6 separate regions of the Mus musculus genome follow, and all the other regions are linked to region 1. Evidence: chromatin contacts called from public HiChIP or PLAC-seq and promoter capture Hi-C data. All regions are on one chromosome and are shown on one strand. Each heading gives the region's core, a stretch centred on a gene start, on an enhancer-like site or on the middle of the called end of the contact. The rest is flanking DNA. Distances are from core to core; before and after follow the strand shown.

What was found. Promoter capture Hi-C pulls out the DNA fragments that hold promoters and counts their contacts. HiChIP or PLAC-seq counts read pairs in DNA pulled down with a chosen protein or histone mark.
Region 2: a promoter capture Hi-C map of pre-B cells shows a contact between it and region 1, with 4 times the contacts expected there. The contact joins the promoter of Soat2 here to the promoter of Krt7 in region 1. A contact is called at or near these places in 7 of 39 promoter capture datasets (the 3T3-L1 cell line, 3T3-L1-derived adipocytes, the C10 cell line and 3 more) and 1 of 115 datasets of contacts at active chromatin or transcription factors (pancreatic cancer cells).
Region 3: a contact with region 1 is called in an HNF4G HiChIP or PLAC-seq map of pancreatic cancer cells. The contact joins the enhancer-like site here to the promoter of Krt7 in region 1. A contact is called at or near these places in 7 of 39 promoter capture datasets (the 3T3-L1 cell line, the C10 cell line, cranial neural crest and 4 more), 2 of 115 datasets of contacts at active chromatin or transcription factors (embryonic stem cells and pancreatic cancer cells) and 3 of 9 other capture datasets (adipose tissue, embryonic stem cells and liver).
Region 4: a FOXA1 HiChIP or PLAC-seq map of pancreatic cancer cells shows a contact between it and region 1. The contact joins the promoter of Krt8 here to the promoter of Krt7 in region 1. A contact is called at or near these places in 18 of 39 promoter capture datasets (3T3-L1-derived adipocytes, the C10 cell line, the HPC-7 cell line and 13 more), 3 of 115 datasets of contacts at active chromatin or transcription factors (craniofacial prominence, pancreatic cancer cells and trophoblast stem cells) and 2 of 9 other capture datasets (adipose tissue and embryonic stem cells).
Region 5: a FOXA1 HiChIP or PLAC-seq map of pancreatic cancer cells shows a contact between it and region 1. The contact joins the enhancer-like site here to the promoter of Krt7 in region 1. A contact is called at or near these places in 18 of 39 promoter capture datasets (the 3T3-L1 cell line, 3T3-L1-derived adipocytes, the C10 cell line and 12 more), 3 of 15 datasets of contacts at CTCF or cohesin (the NIH/3T3 cell line, large pre-B cells and stem cell-derived epiblast-like cells), 2 of 484 Hi-C or Micro-C datasets (bone marrow-derived macrophages and uterus), 11 of 115 datasets of contacts at active chromatin or transcription factors (the NIH/3T3 cell line, astrocytes, cardiomyocytes and 7 more) and 3 of 9 other capture datasets (adipose tissue, embryonic stem cells and liver).
Region 6: a contact with region 1 is called in a FOXA1 HiChIP or PLAC-seq map of pancreatic cancer cells. The contact joins the promoter of Krt79 here to the promoter of Krt7 in region 1. A contact is called at or near these places in 24 of 39 promoter capture datasets (the 3T3-L1 cell line, 3T3-L1-derived adipocytes, the C10 cell line and 13 more), 3 of 484 Hi-C or Micro-C datasets (bone marrow-derived macrophages, embryonic retina and embryonic stem cells), 2 of 115 datasets of contacts at active chromatin or transcription factors (pancreatic cancer cells and trophoblast stem cells) and 2 of 9 other capture datasets (adipose tissue and embryonic stem cells).

What each region holds. Positions count from the first base shown.
Region 1 is chr15:101,410,947-101,414,199 of GRCm38.p6, reverse strand. It overlaps Krt7 (keratin 7), which reads right to left and starts at 1,797. Exons shown (of 9, transcript NM_033073.3): 1 at 1,421-1,797; 2 at 20-231. The coding sequence starts at 1,726. Gm671 (a long non-coding RNA gene) reads left to right here and starts at 2,008. Exons shown (of 4, transcript XR_384459.2): 1 at 2,008-2,097.
Region 2 is chr15:102,148,983-102,152,235 of GRCm38.p6, reverse strand. It overlaps Soat2 (sterol O-acyltransferase 2), which reads right to left and starts at 1,661. Exons shown (of 15, transcript NM_146064.1): 1 at 1,524-1,661; 2 at 1,075-1,130. The coding sequence starts at 1,602. Igfbp6 (insulin-like growth factor binding protein 6) reads right to left here. Exons shown (of 4, transcript NM_008344.3): 4 at 2,724-3,056. The coding sequence ends at 2,934.
Region 3 is chr15:102,050,483-102,053,735 of GRCm38.p6, reverse strand. No RefSeq gene overlaps it. Among named protein-coding and RNA genes, the nearest start is that of Gm41405, 6.8 kb to the right of the region's middle. Within about 2 kb of position 1,500, at least 147 of the 459 cell types and tissues checked have an H3K27ac peak or open chromatin away from gene starts, as enhancers often do. A contact at or near this core is called in embryonic stem cells, pancreatic cancer cells and second pharyngeal arch cranial neural crest, where this site is marked.
Region 4 is chr15:102,002,678-102,005,930 of GRCm38.p6, reverse strand. It overlaps Krt8 (keratin 8), which reads left to right and starts at 1,589. Exons shown (of 9, transcript NM_031170.2): 1 at 1,589-2,033. The coding sequence starts at 1,692.
Region 5 is chr15:101,975,770-101,979,022 of GRCm38.p6, reverse strand. It overlaps a transcript of Krt78 not described here. Among named protein-coding and RNA genes, the nearest start is that of Krt78, 23 kb to the right of the region's middle. Within about 2 kb of position 1,487, at least 346 of the 459 cell types and tissues checked have an H3K27ac peak or open chromatin away from gene starts, as enhancers often do. A contact at or near this core is called in 3T3-L1-derived adipocytes, the HPC-7 cell line, the NIH/3T3 cell line and 13 more, where this site is marked.
Region 6 is chr15:101,938,716-101,941,968 of GRCm38.p6, reverse strand. Krt79 (keratin 79) reads left to right here and starts at 1,645. Exons shown (of 9, transcript NM_146063.1): 1 at 1,645-2,222. The coding sequence starts at 1,755.

The DNA.
Region 1 (3,253 bases), core at 548-3,047:
AAGGCACCAGGGACATTACTTATTCTTGAAATCTTCCACCACATCCTGCATGTTCCGCAGTTCCACCTCCAGGCGGCCCCCATCCAGCTGCAGTGTCTCGAGCTGCTGCCTCAGCCCAGCAATCTGAGCCTCAAAGATTCGGGGAAGCTGGCTGCTCTTGGCTGACTTCTGTTCCTGCAGCAGCGCCCACTTGGTCTCCAGCATCTTGTTCTGCTGTTCCAGGAAGCGTACCTGGAGGGGTGTGGAAGAGGAGGAACCTGAGGGGCCAGACTCTACTACCACAGATGTTGAAAAGTCTGGAACCACTGTGCAGCAGAGCCCATGTGCCCACTAGTTGTGCTTACCCCTCATCCCTAGGACCCTATTTCAAGTGTAAGCCATGGAGTTGATGTGCTTGGCTTAGTGGAGTACACTGTTCCTAGCCAATTCTGCTTCAATGGTATTTTCTACCTCTGCCCCTTAAATAGCCCCTTTCTTCTCTGAAGCTGGGGGTGAGAGGGTATTAGGGGACTGACTGGACTGGCCCCTCCTTCCACGCTGGAATTTTTCTTTCTTCCTCAGTATCTTCTCTCCTTCCTCTTATCTCAGCCTGAAGGTGGGAGGCAAGAAAAGCCCTTGAAACCAGCAGCCTGAGGAATCATGAGCTGGATTAGGATGGCACAGCTCAGCATAGAGCAGGAAGTGGGGCTAGAGCAGTCTGGGAAGTTTCTTTTAAGGATTTCTGGGACAGAACGGTACAGGCAGGAGGACTGGAAGGGAGACGGTGAAGCAAGGGATTGGTCCTAGCCAGAGGGACAGGCAGGACTGCAGGCCTCAGCTTCCTAGATGCCCATGAATGACTGGGATGGACAGCCAGGGAGATACCTTCCAAAGGGCCCCTCTCCCAAGTCCCAGTCTCCCACAGAGCCATCTGCAAAGGCAGAGGTAACCTTACCTCCTACCAACAAAAAAGGTAGAGGAACGGGCAGGTAAGTAGGGCAGAAGCCTCCCTCCGCCAGGCCTTTATTCTCAGCATCTACCTCAGATACAAAGTTCTCCCATGGAGAAAGGAGGAGTCATCCCACCCCATTCCTGACTCCTCACAACCTCCTCCCAGGGAAAGGGACCCAGACACCAAAGAACTAACTGCTGGCCTTGGCCTCCAGAGCTCCTAGCCTCACACCTGTTACAAAGTGGCTCCAAATCCCCCGAGACCAGTCAACTATGGAAGCTGGAGAGAACTTGGGGGCAATCCTTGAGTCCTTGAGGAAAGGGAGGGGCCCAAGGCCATTTGTTGGCAGAGCGGAGTTTGGAGACTAAAGGAGGGTGTAAGGAGAAGTACTATACAGAGCCCACCGAAGACACAAGAGGAAAGAGACCTACACCAGCCTCCCAGGGCAAGGCGTGGCCGGAAAGAACCGTGCGACTGAGGCTGTCTCACCTTGTCGATGAAGGAGGCGAATTTGTTGTTGAGGGTCTTGATCTGCTCGCGCTCCTCCTGGCGCACCTGCTGGATGGTGGGATCGATGTCCACACTCAGCGGCGCCAGCAAGCTCTGATTGATGGTGATCTCGCGGATGCCAGCGCCCACCGGGCCCCCATAAGCGGAGCGCACGGCCACACGAGGCCTTGATGAGCCCAGGCCATAGAGGCTCCTGCTGCCGAAGCTGGCGCGGCCCGAGCTCAGGCGCACCTGAGCCCCGCGGCCCGGGTAAGCAGTGGAGCGAGAGCTGAAGTGGATGGACATAGCGGCTGGACACAGCTGGCTGGACGAGGCGAGGAGCAGCGCGAACTCCCTGACCTCAGGCAGTCTGCGACCTTTTATTCCTCCATGCGGGGCGGAGGCTGAGCGCACACAGGTGGGGACAGGGCGGGGCTGGCCGCTGGCCACCTTTCTCTGCAGCCAGGGCCTTCCTGTCCGCCTGCCTTCTGCCCTCGCACCGCCCCCAGCCGCCGCCCAAGGCTCTTCGTCCACTCGGGAAGTGTCTGCAGGAGGCCGAGACGCCGTCGTGAGACACCCACACCTCAGGCAAGTTGTCCAAGATACCCACAGCCCAGAAATCTCTGGACCGCAAAGAGACCACCTTACAATTGGCAGGAGAAGGCTTCCTAGAGCAGGTATGAGGAGTGAATACCTAGATTCCTGAGGCCAGTAGGAAAGCCAAGTGCTACAAAAGGAAGTGCCTGACAAACTTTAGCTCCTGCTGAAAGTTGAAACCCCTCACCCACTGGCTGGGGAAGCCCTAGGCTTCCTAGGACTCTCCTTCCTGGCCCAGCTGCTACTGGAGAGCTCAGCTCAGTTCTTGAGTAACCTGGCCCTGTGACGATCCTTACTGGGAAGAGCTGTTTCAGTAACTGCGCCCTCCCCACCATCCAAGTTCAGAGGGCTTGCCTCACCCCCTCCTCAAACTACTGTATGGGTTCCTGGGATGGCTGTGCGTACCCTTCTGTGCCCTCATACCCCTAACACACTAGTGTGAGTGTATATGAGTGCAGTCTGTGCATGGGGGGTCTGGATTCACAACTGAACACATTTGTATGCACATGTGTGTGTCCTGTCTCCCGTTCACATCCAGACGTTCCTCCCTGCTCTGCCTCATTTTTCCTGCTTACAAACCCACTAGGCTATGCCTGACAAGGGAATCAACTAAAACTGGCCTCTGTGGTAACCCGTGGTGGTGTGCTCAGTGCTCCTCGGAGTGCTCCTGGACTTCCAGTTTTCCCAGACTCACTTGGACAGCCTTTAGCCCACCTCTGGCTCCATGCAGTGAGACTGGTCCTTTAGGGGCGTCCTAGGTGGGGAGGATGGGAATGTCATATTCTTCCTGCTTTGCCTTTTCAGGTAGACAACCCTAAGCTCTCAAGGAGACTCCCTACCCCTCAAGGTGCTTCCTCAGTCCTTTGTCCCCCTCTGCACCCCACTTTCCATCCTGCTACAGCCCCTGCCACCCATCCCCCACTTTGGAGGTTGTTTCTCACCCACACCAAGAGCTCCTTCTCTTTCTCAAGCTGAGCCCCAGCAGGGCACAGCTAGTGCGCTGACCTGGACGGGTCCTGGCCCCCTCAGCCACAGCTCCTTCAGGATGAGGGTCTAACAAGAGCTGGGAAGCACACAGACAAAAGTACCTGGGCACTTCAGTCCAGGCCTCGGCCCCCTATAACCACCACACACAGGCTTGAGAAATACTTCCTCATTCCTGAGCCTACCCCACATCTGCCCTGGGCCTCTTACCCCTCCCTGGAACATTCTTTAAAACTCCAGTGCTAGCTAGAT
Region 2 (3,253 bases), core at 412-2,911, 740 kb before region 1:
GAAAAAAAATTGTGGATAGGGGAAAGAAATCTAGGTTGGCATTATCCAAACAATGTTACCAGACAATTTAAGTGAGGTTTTTGAATATTTATACAAAAGCTGCGGCTGCTAAGATATTCCAGTGGGTAAAATAATTTACTATGTAAACCTTGTGACTTGATTTTGATCATGAACTCACAGTGGAAGGAGAGAGCTGACTTCTAAAAATTACACAGACATATACAGACACACAGATACACACAGACATACACACACACAGACAGATACACACATACAGACACACACAGAGACAGATACACGCATACAGACACACACAGACATATACACACAGACACACACACACACACGCAGAGAGATACACAGATGCACACAGAGGAATGCACAGACACACACAGACAGACACACATAGACACAGTACTACTACTACTACTACTACTAATAATAATAATAATAATAATAGGGCTAGAGAGATGGCTCAGTGGTTAAGAGCACTGACTGCTCTTCCAGAGGTCCTGAGTTCAATTCCCAGCAGTGGCTCACAACCATCTGTAATGGAATCTGATGCCCTCTTCTGGTGTGTCTGAAGACAGCTACAGTGTATCATATACATTAAATAAATAAATAAATAAATAAATAAATAAATAAATAAATCTTAGATAAATAATGATTGGGGGGGTTTGTTTGTTTGTTTGTTTGTTGAGACAGGGTTTCTCTGTGTCGCCCTGGCTGTCCTGGAACTCACTCTGTAGACCAGGCCTGCCTCTGTCTCCCAAGTGCTAGGATTAAAGGCATGTACCACAACTGCCTTGGCTACTTTTTATTTCTTAGACAGGGTTTTCTGTAGCCCAATCTGGTTTGGATGTTATTGTGTGGCCAAGGGTGACCTCAAACTACGGATCACCTGGTCTCTACTTCCCAAGTGCTAGGATTACAGCTGTATGCCATCACACCAGTTGCCATCACACCAGTTGCCATCACACCAGTTTTATGTGGTGCTGCGCATCAGGTAGATTGGCACTCTACAAGTTTAGCCACATCCCCAGCCTGTCCTTTATGACTGCCGTGATCCCTCACCTCCATATGTCGAGTCCATTGCACCAAGTCTGGGGTTCCGTGTGTCCTTGCGTTCCCTAGGAGGAAGAACCAAAGGGGACTCACTAGGGAGGAGTTAGGTGTTCTGTGTGCTCACAGCCTCCGTTCCCAGTCAATATTTAGAATCGTGGGTAGAGCCACTAGCCAGGGAAGTGACACACACAGTGGCGAGAAAGAGCCTGATGCAATTGCTGGAAACAGGGGACCCAAAACAAGGAAGTACTCCATTCACCCCTAATGAAGGCCAAACCACGCTCTGAACATTTCTCCATTGCCAGTCCGCGTGCTGGGGGGAAAAGGGCAGAAACTGCCTTCTCTGGCTTCCCAGAACAGCCAGAGGAAAGGAAGTGGCCTTAGCGGCTAGCTCTTACACACACCCATCTCAGGCCCGCCTGAGTGTCTGGAGCGTGGGGGATGGGAGGGCGGCTCACCTTCTCCTCCACGGGCTCCCTTCTCCTGCTCCTCTCCCAGCCCTTCTCTCCTCCGAAGCTGGGGCACCTTTGGCTGCATGGTGCCAGTGTAGAGCGGACAGCACACAGCTGTTGTCTGTCTTCTTCCTTTCTTTCTTTCTCAATCTACCTACAGAGCTTGTGTCCCACTCAGAGATCTGACAACTCCAGGGACTAAAGTCCTTTCCGGAGCCCCGTTGAGGGTTAGATAGGTTATCTGCAGGCAGTGTTTCTCATACTCTGGCCCTGCCTGTGGCTTTCACAGCTCTCTCACCACAACCACTATGATCAGCTTCACGCTATTGCTATTTCACTTTCGGGAGTGAGTCTGTGCATCAGGTTGTGAGGGGGACTTTGCTTCCCCGAGGCTTATCACATAGCTTGGCTCTTCCTGGCTCTCTCTACCAAGACTGAAGGTCAGGGAGGGACCAGAAACATCTTCGTGTACCTTGTAGTCATTTTTCTGAGGGCACAGGATGAGGCCTGTAGTGACATGTGTGTGCAACAATATTTTTGTCAGGAGCTCTATTTGTGTCATGTGTGATGGTCGAGGCCCCTCAGTGTCAGCTCTTCCCTACACCTTGGGTTACCACATAAGCAGAAAGGGCAGACACACACTTATTCAACAGTAAATAGCGCCAGGGGTTGCCTTGCCTACCTATGTAACTTCAGGAAAGTGGACCAAACTTTTTAAGCTTCTTCTGAAAAAAAAAAAAAATTATGGGACAAAATGTCCCTACGTCATCAGGTGATTGCCAGCACAAATAAGGTAGTCTGGAGGTAGTCTGGATAAACCATACAGAGCCTGAGCACATTTGTTTCTTTCTGGTAGGCAGTAGGGCAGGTGAGTGCCTTGGGAGTTCCACTTTGGCAAATTCCTGCTGGGGATTAACTATTAATCCTCCTCCTCCATCAGTCCAGAGGTCAGTGATAGAAGCAAGATTGTAATCACTGTGATCTCGGACTGAGGCCAGGATCTCAGTCAGTCCCACAAGGGAGCTCCGGGTGGGTATCCGGGTGAGGATAAAGAAAGGGCTTGCTGCCTGTGGCAGTGGCAGTCTACTGTATTCCAAGGGCAATGGAAGAGGCTGGCTGTGCTCTGCAGGGAAGGTAGAAACACTATGACCAATGGGAGACAGTGAGCACGAGGCCCCAGATCTGAATGAGACAGACGCAGAGACGTAAGCCAGAGACACCCCCCCAATACTGTTTTATTAGTACACAAGCCAACAGCAATCTTTCTAACTAGCTGTGTAAAGGCCCAAGGGTGACAGGGACAATGGGGTGGGGCGTGAAGGTGGGTCTTGGGGCACAGAGTTATTCATTGCTTCACATACAGCTCAAATGACAGCCCCCTGTTCCTGCTGGCGTCCTGGAGGCTCCCTCGGGGCTTCACCCACTGCTCCTGGCAGAGCACTGAGTGCTTCCTTGACCATCTGGAGACACTGGCAAAGGCTGGCCCATCGGATCCACACACCAGCAGGGGCCACGGCGATTCCCCTGCGAGGAACGACACTGGGGAGAGAGGTGCAGGTCAGGGTGAGGTCCAGGCTTTGAGCAGGAAAGCATCTGAGAGCTCTTAGTTGCTTTACCTACTGAATAGGGCCCACTCTGCTAGGCCAGAGCAATAGCTTTCAAAATGCAGTTTCTGTCAACAGCCCAACATCACTTATGTTAGAAACTTGTGTTCACAGGCTAGCCCAGACCTACTG
Region 3 (3,253 bases), core at 251-2,750, 640 kb before region 1:
AAAACATTATGGCTGGAGAGATGACTCCATGGTTAGGACGGCTTGGTTTTGTAGAGGGCTTGGGTTTGGTTCACAGCACCCACATACTGGTTTACAACCATCTGTAACTCCAGTTTCAGGGGATTTGATACGCTCTTCTGACTTACATCAGGAGCCAGACACTCATGTGGTGCATAAACACACATGCAGGCAAATATTCATACACATAAAGTAAAATGAAATATACAAATGTATGTATATACAATATACACATATGTATTTTCATAAAAGAATAATAATTTGTTTTTTCACACAAGATATATTCTCACCTGATATACCTTACTTTTTTCTATGCATTTTACCAAAAAAAGTAATTAAAAAAGGATTTATTTATTTATTATATGTAAGTACACTGTAGTTGTCTTCAGACAAACCAGAAAAGGGCGTCAGATTTCATTACAGATGGTTGTGGATCACCACATGGTTGCTGGGACTTGAACTCAGGACCTCTGGAAGGGCAGTCAATGCTCTTACCCGTTGAGCCATCTCTCCAGCCCTGTATGCATGTTTATATGGAGGCCAGAGATCAATCTCAAATTTTGTTCCCTAGGAGTCAATGTTCTCTTTTTGTGTTTTTGTTTTTTTGAGACAGGGTTTCCCTGTGTAGTCCTGGCTGTCTTAGACCTCGCTCTGTAGACCAGGCTGGCCTCAAACTCACAGAGATCCGCCTGCCTTGTCTCTTGAGTACTGGGATTAAAGGCATGAGCAACCACAGCCTGACTTGCTACCCTCCTCCACTTTTTGTTTGTTTGTTTGTTTTTTCAGATTTATTTATTATATGTAAGTACACTGTAGCTGTCTTCAGACCATGTGGTTGCTGGGATTTGAACTCAGGACCTTCCGAAGAGCCGTTGGTGCTCTTAACCGCTAAGCCATCTCTCCAGCCCGCCTCCTCCACTTTTTAAAGACTTATTTTGTGTGTAGGGATATTTTGCCTGCATGTATGTATGTTCACCACATGGAGGTCAGAAGAGGGTGGCAGATCCCCTGGAAGTGGATTTATAGAAAGTTGTGGGTGCTGGGGTTAAGGCCTGGATCCTCTGCTAGAGCAAGAAGTGCTCAAAACCACCAAGCAAAGCCATCTCTCTAGCCCATTCACTTGCTTTTTGTTTTGTTTTGTTTGTTTCCTGAGACAGGGTCTGGAGCTGCCTGACTAGGCTGGGTGGCCAGGCAGCTCTTGAGATTTACTTGTCTGTCTGAAGTGCTGGGGTTACACGTGGAAGTGATGGGATTACCTCTCACTAGCCCCACTCTTGGCTGGGCGCCGCTGAGGGGCAACGAGGAACTGGAAGAGAAAACGGGCTTGTGCCCAGGTGGGAGCCACTGCCAAAATGATCGATAAGAAAGGTGCTGAACCCAAGCTGAGCTGGAGTGAGGCCGCGGGGCTGGAAGGGCGCACCTGCTTAAAGAGCAGCCTGGGCTCTGCGCCATGCTCAGTCAGTCCCGACCCAAACCGCGTGGGGAAGCCGCGTTTCTGCCTGCCCTCCCTTTGCCTCACCGCGTCCTGGGACTCTGGGTACGGGGTGCATGGTGGGCGGGTTGCCTCCCGGCTCAGCTGCGCATGCTCTGTAGTCAGAAGGTGGCGCATGGATGCCGTGATCCAAATGCCCCCCCGCGCTCCCCCCCGCGCCCCCCCCCCCCCCCCGCTGCCGCAGCTCAGCAACTCCAGGCTCCTGGTCTCATTGAGTCTATTGGAATTCGGGGCACATTTTCTGCGCCTCCTTTCTTCGCTTCCCGACAGTCCCTAGCTGGAAGGATCTTCTGATTTCCAGATAGCTCTTGGACTGGAGAGAACCTTCGAGTCTTGCGCTCCAACAACCCCACACCAATTTCCCAAGAAAAGTTCGTGGGAGCTCTTTGTTATCATAATTACCCAAAGAAGAATTAAATAATTTTGGAGTGCGTGCTCATGTAAGGGTCGGGTTTTTTTGTTTGTTTGTTTGTTTTTTGTTTTTAAATCAATCTTGTGGCACACGAATGAAAATCCCATCCTCCCACCCCCAGCATGCGCAACCAGGAGGATAGGTTCTGGGTCCTCCTTGGTAACATAGCCAGTTCAAGGCCAGCCTAGGGAGCAAGCTATCCTGTCTCAAACACAAATTCTGTTATAGTTTGACAAAGTCTGTAAGTTCGAGCCTCACAAGCTGGGGGTATGTGATAAATACAAAATCTTTATATATTTTCATTTTTACTATTAAACATTTTAAATTACATTTATCTATTTGTGTGTGTGTGTGTGTCTGTGTACATAGGCCTTGGTGCATGTATAGAGGTCAGAGGACAAACTTGAGCAGTTGGGAATCTATCCACTACGAGGGTCCCTGGAGGGAGCTTAGGTTGTCAGACTTGGGACTAGTCACCTTTGTTGAGCCATCTTGTATATGAGTATATGTGTTTATATGTGTGTGTCACATGTGTGTGTCCGTGTCCGTGTCCGTGTCCGTGTGTGTGTGTGTGTATGTGTGTGTGTGTGTCCATGGAGGACCTCAGATGCTCTGGAGCTGGAGTTACAAGCAGTTGTGAGCCACTTGAGGTGGGTGCTCGGAATCTAACTCAGGTCCTCTGGAATGTTGATACGAATGCTCTTAACTTGCGGTTTCTTGGTCCGCAGGTCAGTCAATGGTGTCTGCAAGAGAGAGAGAGAGTGGGGACTGAGGAACAAGAGACTGGAAGAATGGAGACAAGACAGGCTATCTGATCAAGTCTCAAGTCTTTTTATTGAAAGGCAACTATGGGCATATAAGCATAAGTCAGGGAGTGCAGCTGGAGACACGTAACCACAGGTCCAGGATGTGTAGGAGAAAACCAAGATGTTATCAGCGTGTGGTGGGCTTCTTGCAAAAACATCATGCTAGGAAAACAAGTCTCTCGTCAGGGTGGAAAAGTTCCAACCTGTAAGTAAATAGCCCAAGATGGCTGCAGAGATGATAGCCGCTTTCTGCTAAGAGTCGGCTCCCAACAGTTTCTGCTATCCTGTTTAAAATTGCAGTTTGACATCATTGTAAAGAGAATTATGCAGTTGTAGGAGGTAAAACAGGGATCCATGTACTTTTTTACCCAGTTTTTCTCCAATTTTTATTTATTTTATTTTTAAATAGGTTTCACTCTAGCCCAAGAGGGGCCTGAACTCACTACATAGGCTAAGCTTAGCCTTGAACTCCTAATCCTCCTGTCTCATCTCTGCAGTTCCAGACCTGATGGTTACACCTGGGGG
Region 4 (3,253 bases), core at 340-2,839, 590 kb before region 1:
GGGGCGGAATCCATAGACAGTTCTCTTAGTAGGTGCTTACTCTTTTCCCTGGCTATGGGGTGGTGTCTGCTACCGCCCAGTTCCCCAGGGAATTTGGATATCTGTCATCTATTGGTTTCCTTAATTGAGATCCACCCAATCCCCACATCACACCCTGAAGTGCCTTCCAGAGAGCCCAACCCATCAGGTAATTTAATTGCAGGTGGAATCTTTGCCTTGGGGACCCAAACCTCTTGCCTGCTTGCTCCACCCAGGCCTGGAGGGCCTTGCTCTGCTCCCCAGTCTCCAACCTCTCACAGGTGCAGGCTGTGCCCCAGCTTGTTCTCCTGACTCACTCTGATAATGGGATAATGAGTTCAGAGAGACAGGTGCAGGGAGACAGGGTACTATCCTCATCACATCTGGCCAGCCTGGGGCCGGGGGCAGAGGAGAAGGGTCCAGGTGGCTGGAGAATGAGTCACCACCAGCAGGGCCATCCCGTTCCAAGGCACCATGAGTCACTGCCCTGGCAGCCTGGGGAAGGTGTCTCCAAAGAAGCGATTGCAACAAAGCCCCTGTGCCTCTATTCTCTGGGGTCTCCCTTTTCTGCCTTGGCCTCTGTCCCTCAGTCTTTGTTATTCCTCGAGGCCTCTGTCTGGTCTGGGGAATTCTCTCGGGTCTGGGTAGGAAAGGAGAATACTGTGCTGTGTCCAGAGAGAAGAGCTGCGTTTGATTTCTCTTTACCTTGCACAAGAGAGAAGACAGCTAGAAGCCTGTGTTTCATTCATTCCTCAAATATCTACCTACCTTCCCACCCCCCTTTGCCAGCCTATGGGTGCAGGATGCTGCACAGGTAGCGGGGTGGGGTAGTGGTGTTAGCTGTAACCTGGGCAGACAAAGCAAACAGGAGCTTGGGAACGAAAGGGCCCTGCTGGTCAGCCTGGCCAGCTCCACCTAAAGGAGGTCTCTTGGAGGTATTAGGAGAGACCAGCCAGAGATGTGGTGGATGAGGCACACCCTCAGTCCTAGTGCTGGCTGGTAAAGGCCGGTGCCGGCTTTGGTTAGGCTTCAGGGTACTTATACCCCCAAAGGGGTTGTGACCCCCCCCCCCCAAGATTCTGAACCACAGGATATTTGATATGTCACCTCTGGGAAAACATAGCTCTATCCCTAGAGGGATTGCAACCCACTGGTGGAGAACCTACAGCATATCTGTTACGTGACTCCCGAGGAAGGGCCCTTCCGACCTTCCTTGAGTTTCAACTTCTAGTGAGTTCTAGTAGCTTGCCTGTGTTGAGTTGAGACCCAGTGTTTTAAACTAAAATGCCTGGGAACCCTTTCAGCCCAAGTAGTTCTCACAGGAGGGCAGGAGATAAGACAGCTTAGGTCAGAGATCCCAGGCTCACTTCCTGCCTTCACAGGGATCAATTGCTCTCTCCTGGATTTTTAGGGTGGGGCTGGAGAGGGATCCCGGGTGGGAACAGCTCTCTGCTGCCCTCACCTGAGTCCCGTCTGGAGGTTGCAGACGTTGGGTTAGGCCCTGCCCTCTAGTGTCTAGCCACTCAGGTAAGAGGCCCTTTTCCCTCCCCTGGGGCTGGCCTCTTCTTTTATAAAGGGCCTTCGCTGGGCGCTGTCCCACCGTCTAGAAGCAGCTGCTTAGCTCGCTCTCGAACCTCCGTCTTCAGCTCACTGCCTTCGCTCCAGACTTCACCATGTCCATCAGGGTGACTCAGAAATCCTACAAGATGTCCACCTCCGGTCCCCGGGCCTTCAGCAGCCGCTCGTTCACGAGTGGACCCGGTGCCCGCATCAGCTCTTCCAGCTTTTCCCGGGTGGGCAGCAGCAGCAGCAGCTTCCGGGGAAGCATGGGCACCGGCGTGGGTCTGGGCGGCTTTGGCGGGGCTGGTGTCGGGGGCATCACAGCCGTCACGGTGAACCAGAGCCTGTTGAGCCCCTTGAAGCTGGAGGTGGACCCCAACATCCAGGCTGTGCGCACTCAGGAGAAGGAGCAGATTAAATCCCTGAACAACAAGTTCGCCTCCTTCATTGACAAGGTGAGACCCCTCTCTTCCCGACTAACCGTCCTGCGCTCGCTCTTTCTTCTGCTGACACAGAGATGCGTACATCTCTCCTCGCACCCCCCATGAGCTCCTGTTGGGACCCACCCATTCTGGCCACACTCTCTTCTACTTCTCTCATACCCTTTGGCTTGGGCCCAGAGGGTCTGAAGTGCTTGTGACTAAATCTTGGAGCACCTTCCCATTCACTGGAGGGCCTGGTCCCTTCCCTGTGGCTTTGCTCTCTGGTGGCGGGGACGCCCCCTCGCCCCCCCGCCCCCAACTGCCCCAAGGTTTCCTCATGGTGCCCCGTGCATTGTGTATTTTTCTATCTTCCTGTTAAATAATGGAGGGCGGTGTAAGGATTTTAGAAGGTTTCAGGTGTCTTGATTGAACCCGACAAACGCATATGGAGGTCTTTGGTGCCCAAGGCTAGAGAGTGGGGGCTCCAGGCTGAGTCACTGCTCGGCCCCTGCCCTGCTCCAGTGGGCGGGGCCGCTGTAGAGCCAGGGCGGAGGTCTTGGGTCTGCCCTTCCACCAGGAGTGGGGTGGGGTGGAGGGGAGGGTGAGTCTCAGGGCTCCGCCTCGGGAAGGCCCGTGCGAGATTCAAAGTCTGCGGGCGTTGGACACTCCGCTCCTGTTTCACGACCTGTTAAGACCGGAGTTTATGGCCTCAGATAGCGTCGGCCTACCCACGCCCCTCTGCGAGCTTGGCCCTTGTACCCCTTTCACTCTTTCTACGGTGGCTCCGCCCCAACTGCCTGGTTCCTTTGCAAGCCGAAAGCCAGGCCAGGTTTTGCAGTCCTGTGGCACAGTGGCCTTCGTGGCCCCGGGACGATTGGCCCTTTTTTGCTGACTGGCTCCTGAGAGGCGGTGTGGGAACGGGAGGAGGGAAAACACGGGGCTGAGCCTGTGGAATCACAGGACGCCCCAGGAGCGTCTGCCTCTTCTTCACAAGGGTTTACTAGCTCCAACGGTCCGGTCCCTAACTCCCCCTAGAATCCTGATGGAGAGCAGTTGGCTCAGACATGGCATGTGCCTTGTGGTTACAGGGCCCGGCAATTTCCTCCAATGGGCCATCTTGTCAAGTTTGACTTCCTCTTCTGTAAAATGGACACGACAGGCCCCAAATCAGTTTCTCTGCCTGTTCAGCTCAAAGTGTGACGAGCTTTAGCAGCACCTGGCCCGAATTCAGCATTCCATTAGAATGGATTACT
Region 5 (3,253 bases), core at 238-2,737, 570 kb before region 1:
TAGCCCACCAAGATTGTCTTTTTTCCTCTTTTTTAAAATGTAGGTTTTGAGGATCCAAACTCTAGCCCTTAAACTTTGCAACAAGTTTCCCCCAACAACTTTCCGCCTCATTTTTTGATCTGGGGTTTCTCAGTGAACATGGGGCTTACTAATTATGCTAGGTGGGCTGGTCAGGGGGCTCTAGGAGTCTGCTTGTCTCCTCTTCCCCAAAGCTGAGGTTACACCACACTCTTGCTGTGGCTGGTTTTCATTTGAGGTCTGGAGATCTGAACTCAGGTTCTCATGGTTGCCAGCAAGCAGCAAGCACTTTACCCACCAAGCTCCTTTTTTTTTTTTTGCTTGGTGCCTGCTTCCCCATGTCAGGGTTTCACTTTGTATTCCTAGCCTGGAACCTTCCTAACAGTTCTTAAAACAGCTGTGTGTCCTGTGGAACACGAATGTGTATATTGTACTTGCACATGACCTCTAGACACTGATGTAGTCATGTGTGTGTGTGTGTGTGTGTTTTTCCCCTACACATTGTTGAGCTGAGTTGACTGTGTCCTCCCTAGCTGGAGATTGGGCACACCCTGTCAGCCCCTCCAAAGCCCACATGAACTGATAAATGGCTTCTTTCTGTCCCCTACTCTGTTCCCTCCCTCCGCTTGGACATGAAAACCCTGGGTAAGGCTGACGGTGGTGTCCCTAAGTTTGCTGTAGTGTGATGGGTTGGCTTCAGATTGCCACTAGCTAGGAACCTGTGCAACCAAGGCAGTGAAGGAGCTGTGCTGTCGAGCTTGGTGGCCCTGGGTTCAAGCTAGACTTCCCCTTCTCTTGTTCAGTGTGGCCTGGGACAGTCACCTTCTCTAGCTGAGTTTGACCTCTGTGAGGTGTGCCTGGTTGATTATTCCATTCAGAAGGTAGGATGTTCAAAAATGTACCACAGGGTTTGGTTTTGAGTACCCAGGGCAGTTGAGGGTTCTTTTCCTTCCTAATGATCGCTTGTTGTTGCGCTTTGAGATTACATCAAGACTGCTTTGGAGTCTTGCAGGACTGGCTGGCCATGGGGCTGGAATGAACACCTTGAGCCTAGGTTATGGAATATAATCTGGCACGACCTACAAGTGCCCTGGCCACCCGGCCATGGAGTGGCCACAAAGGAACAACCTGTAGACTCCAGAAAGCCAGCTTGTCCTCTGGGCCTGCCATGGTAATGCCTGCAAACCTCAAGGGGGTAGACAAAGTACTTCTGGTACAAGCACCCTAACACCACCCATTTCAAAGTAACTGAAGCCCCCTTCCCCACTCTCCATAGCCACTGAAACTCCTTAGCCCCCAAGGCTAAGTTATGCTCTCCCCTTCCCCCAGCGGGCAAACTGTTCCAGAGGTCCAGATCCGCCACCCCCACCACCCCTGGGCGGTTCCCTGCTGACTCAGGCTGGCCCGGCTTAGCGGGCGGGCCGGGGTGGGAAGAGGCCGGGCACAGGGCCAGGGCCGGGTGCGGCGGCGGGTGAGTCACCCGGATCGGGCGCGGTGGCGCCGCCCGGCCCCAGCGGCCGTGGGAGCGCTCGGGCACAGCCAATGGGCGGCTGCCACCCGGCTCGCGCCGCCACGCCCCCTGGCTGCAAGCCGCCCAGTTTCCAGCTCCCTGGCCCCCGACGGACCCCCGACCCTGGCAACCTGGGATTTTTGCGGACTTTGCTTCCCCATGGAGGCTGCGGGGAGCAGCGTGGGGCTCAGGAGTTGAGGAGAGAGCAGCTTCTATAGTCCTTCCTGCTGCAAACCCCACTGGTCAGGGCCACACTCCAGGTCCCCAGGAGGCCCTGCCACGCAGGGGGGGCTCTGGGTCTTTACTGTACCCACGCCACCTGCTGGTTAGGGCCACCCCAGGTCCACAAGAGGACCTGCCCCACATGGGGGCTCTGGGTTCTTAAGTGTCCACAACACCTGTGATTAGTGCTACCACACACCTTCAGGAGGCCCTGCCGATCAAGGGGGCTCTGAATCCTTACTGTGCCCATGACACCTGCTGGTTAGGGCCTGCTTCCCCAGGAGGCTCTGCCGCAAATGGGAGCTCTGAGCCCTTACAGTGTCCCTCTGGGTTCTTTCCAGGTAGTGACATTGGGGTACCCAGCACCTTCTCAAAGAGGGCAGACTCCTCTGTTTGCCAGTCTGTGCTGGTTGAACCCTGGCACAGTGTCCTTGGCCAAAGTTTTCTGTTCCCAGACAGCCACACTACCGACTACTTTCTGCTTCAGAAAACAGTCATGGTACTAAGAAGGTCATGTTTCTAAGACTCTAGTGACCCTGGCTCTAGTGGCCAACCTTCTCCAGGCTTTGGCCTTGGCACAACCGATACACACAGGCTCATCAGCACAGAGGCCCAGGCAAGTGTAGATGGCAGGCCTGGATTGTCATATACTCTATACAAGCACAGGAAGAGACAGAAGACTCTCTTTTTCTTTTTTTCTTTCTTTTAAACTGTAAATTACTGTGAAGATAAAGTGTCTGGTAATTTACAAATCCTCAAGAAACAGTAGGTCTGATTCTCTCTCACACAGACACAGCCCCACAAACACACAGCCCATGAAGACACAAACACACGCCCCCACGAAGAACCTCAGACACTGACACATGTTCAGATACACATCAATAGAGATACATTTGCACAGATCTGCAGACACAACTAACCCCCCCTCCCCCAAACCAGGAAAGCAGAAACCCCCACAGCAATCATAAAATCCAGTTTTACTGCCCAGGGTGTGATGGGAACCAGCAGCCAGCTGGGCGGGGGCAGGAGGCCTCAGCGTCTGGGCGGTGCCTGCTTTGCCCTGGCTCCCACTCAGCCCCAGGGTCAGGACGCCTTCATTTTCTGACACGCCCTCCTCTGTCCCCAAGAACAGTCACCCCATCCTTTCTCCACTGTTGCCTAAAAGCAGGACACACCCTCTTGTGACAACTGAGCCCTAGGCTATCCCCCCACCCCCACCCCCAGTGTGTACCCTGCTAGCAGGGCCTGACAGCTTTCTGGGTAGGTTTGGGGTCTGCGGAGGTGCTCTTTCCCTGATAGTCCTCTGGGTTGAGGGTTCAGCTCTGAGGACGTGGCTGCTTAGCCCTCTTCAGCTGGAAGGGAGTAGAGAGGACTCCAGGCCCTGAACAGTTTCCTGGTATCCCCTCTCCGCTTTGCCTTGTGGTCCCTGTCCTCAGCTCTTGAGGCCGCAGGAACTTTAGAGTCAGAGAGAGCTAGGAGGAGGCCCCACGTCTGGGCCTGGGT
Region 6 (3,253 bases), core at 396-2,895, 530 kb before region 1:
CAGCCTGGGGAAAGGAGACGGAGGTTGGTTGGTGGGAGACGATGGCTCATTCCAAGGGCATTGTTTTCCCGAAGGACTTCTATGGTGGGTTATGCTTAGATGAGGTTCAGAGAGGTGGAGAGTGTCCCAAAGGCACACAGGTCACTGAGAACTGGTCTTTCAGACCAGCTCTCCCAGATGCCTGGTGTCCTTAACTCCAAGGAGTCTTGGTGGCATTAAGGGGCTACTTCTGTGGCTCTTTGCGACTGCTAGGAGCTGGGTTCAATGCTTCAAGTGAACAGGAGCCTCTTGAATATCCCAGTGGCCCCAGGGAAAGATTCCCAGCTTCCTTTGGAGCCTAGAAGCCACCATCCTCACCGGGGTCTTCTGCATCTCTTTTGGGATCCGAGCTTTAGCCTGGCAGAGCCAACACTGCTCCATCTTTGCCTCAACCCAGTCTCTGCCCCTTTGCCCTCTGCTTGCTGAATGATGGAGAGGCGAGGGGGTGTGGGGAGCAGTCTCAAGGTCTTCTCCCACTATCTGTGATCCTGTACCTGAAGTCTCTCCAGCTCTGCTTGGGCTGTGCTTGGTTCTAGAAGCCTGACTGGGAAGAGAGTGGAGGCCGGTGTGAAGTGATCAGGAGTGTCCTGTTCTTCTGAATTGAGCAGGTGGAGTCCTTGTGGTCAGGAAAGGAGAAGGTTATGGGGGTACAGCATGAGACACTTGGGGCTTCTTGGATACATGTGCATTTTCAGTATTCCAAAATGTCTGGGCCCCACTGGGAAAGGTCCACCAAGGAAGAGCTTAGGGGTGGCCACAGTTCCAGCCCCAGGAAAAGCAGTTGGGTTCCTAAGCTTTGACACCCTGCCTGTGGTGACAGGGCATTCCTTTTCTTTCTTTGTCCTTTTATTTATTCATTTTTTTTGGTTTTGAGGCTGGGTGACCTTGAACTTTTGACCCTCCCACCTTCACCCCTAGGGTGCTGGGATATAGGTGTGCTCTGCTATGTCTAGTTAGAGTCAAAGCCATCCAGCCCACATTGTGTGCTCAGCCAGGCCTATGGCTGGGCAGGGACCCTCCTTTCTTCCTTGGATCCTCTTTACCCCACACAGGGTTCCCACCCAGCAGACACCTGCCAGTGTAGACAGAAGAGTAGCTGCTCCACCCCTGCACTGTCACCTGTGCCCCCCACGCTGGACCTGCCAAGAGACAGGAGGCTGTGGGCTGGGAGGGTGGGACTGGAGCAGGCCTGGGCACCCTCTCTACAACCCGTTGCCCAATGCACCTTCCCTTGCCACCTGCACAGCACTGGGCCCTGGGGCCTTGGCTTACCACAAGGCCCTGGGACAAACCCCACAAAACAGAGCCCCATTGACAGCAGGCCATCAGGGCTGCGTAGGAGGAGACCAAGCCAGCCACTGGGTGGTGAGGGTAGCTGTAGGAGCCCTATCATCCTGTTCCAAGTGAGGAGGGCTTACGGGGTGGGGTGGGGTGGGAGTGGGGGGAGTGGGGGTGGGGTGCTTCCCATCTCAAGTAGTCTCTGCTCAGGAGCAGCACTTCAGTCTCAGTGATGGCTGGGCGAGGCCCTCCCACATCCTGGGGGAGAGGAGATTCCCCCCCCCCCCGGCCCCTCCCTCTCACCTGTGGTAATCACAGCTGGAGTGCATGGAACCCAGGGCCAGCCCAGCTGGGAAAAGATAAAAAGGTGTTTGGTGGCTCAGTAGCTCACTCCGGCTGATTCCCTCCTGCTCTCAGCTGCTTTCTCGCTGACAATCATGCGGTCCTCTTTGTCCAGGCAGACTTTCTCCACTAAAGGAGGCTTCAGCTCTAACTCAGCCAGCGGAGGTGGTGGGAGTCGGATGCGAACCAGCTACAGCTCAGTGACTATGTCCAGGGGGAGCGGCGGTGGCGGTGGGGTCCGCTCTGGGTCCAGCTCCGGGGGCTTTGGCAGCCGGAGCCTCTACAACTTGGGAGGCAAGAATATCTCCGTCAGCATGGCTTGTGGGGCCTCCTCTGGCCGGGCACTAGGAGGCTTTGGCAGTGGGGCCTATGTGGGCCTAGGGGCTAGCAGGCAGACATTTGGGCCAGTCTGTCCTCCCGGGGGCATCCAGGAAGTCACTGTCAACCAGAGCCTGCTGACGCCTCTCAATGTGGAGATAGACCCCGAGATTCAGCGGGTGCGCACCCAGGAGCGCGAGCAGATCAAGACCCTCAACAACAAGTTTGCCTCCTTTATTGATAAGGTGGGTGGGCAAAACCGGGGTGAGGTGGAGTGGGGTGGAAGCTGAACCTCTAATGGGGGGTGGTCTGGGCAAAGGCAGTTTTTACCATGTGCTCTAGATGTGCAGGGTGGGGTGATGAACAGAGACGGTGGTTTCTGCCTGTCGGAGGTTGGGGCTAAAACCTGCTGGCCGGGGTTCCTTCTGTGAATGAGAGGCCCAGCCCACCTGTGTTGGAGCCTTTCCTATACCGCTAAGCATTAGCCTTACCCCATTATTAAAAGATGTGTGGTCCTCAGTGTTCCTGTCAGGGAGTTGGCCTTTGATGACTTGAGTCATTTTATAGCTGTGGGCAACAGTGCACGGCTCAGGAATTCCACAAACCATCCAAGGTTGAAGCCTTGGAATTCTGTCTGTCCTCTCCAGCTGAAGAAGCCTCGGGGTCAGGCACATTGAGAACCTGGAGGGCAAGAGGAAGCCCTTTGCCCTCCCTTGCCTGGTTCCCCCTTCCGGCTACCACGAGGAGGGTGGCCACCCTACAGTTTGAACACTCTGGGAGTGTTCTGGATCCCCGTCTCACCTACAGGGTGACTGGGATCACTCTGCTACCACCTCTCTCATTTCTTGCTCCATTCCTTCAGCACTGTGTACCTTGGCTCTGCGCCTAGGCTGCGAGATCAGGCTGAGGCATAACTCCATGATTTGAACTTTTAACACAGAAGGGCCCTACCTCCTTTCTCGTGTGTCACCCTTAGGGTTCCATGAAGAGCCTGGGTAGGCGAGGCTTTGCCCATTTTTACACTATGAAAACTAAGGCATAAAGTGGTCCTGAGACTTGCTCAGGATTGCACTGGTATATGAGGCATAACTGTGAAGAAGGCTGCAGAGTTCCACAGTCCTGGGCACTGAGGTGTACCTGCAACAGGGCTCCTGGCCAAGTGACTAGGCCTGGGGTGCTGTGGAGGTGGCACCTGGAGGGACTGGGTGGCAGAGGGTTAGGGAAGTTGTGTCACCTACCTCTTGCCCTTTTCCCTAGTGACTCTTGGTTCTTTTGT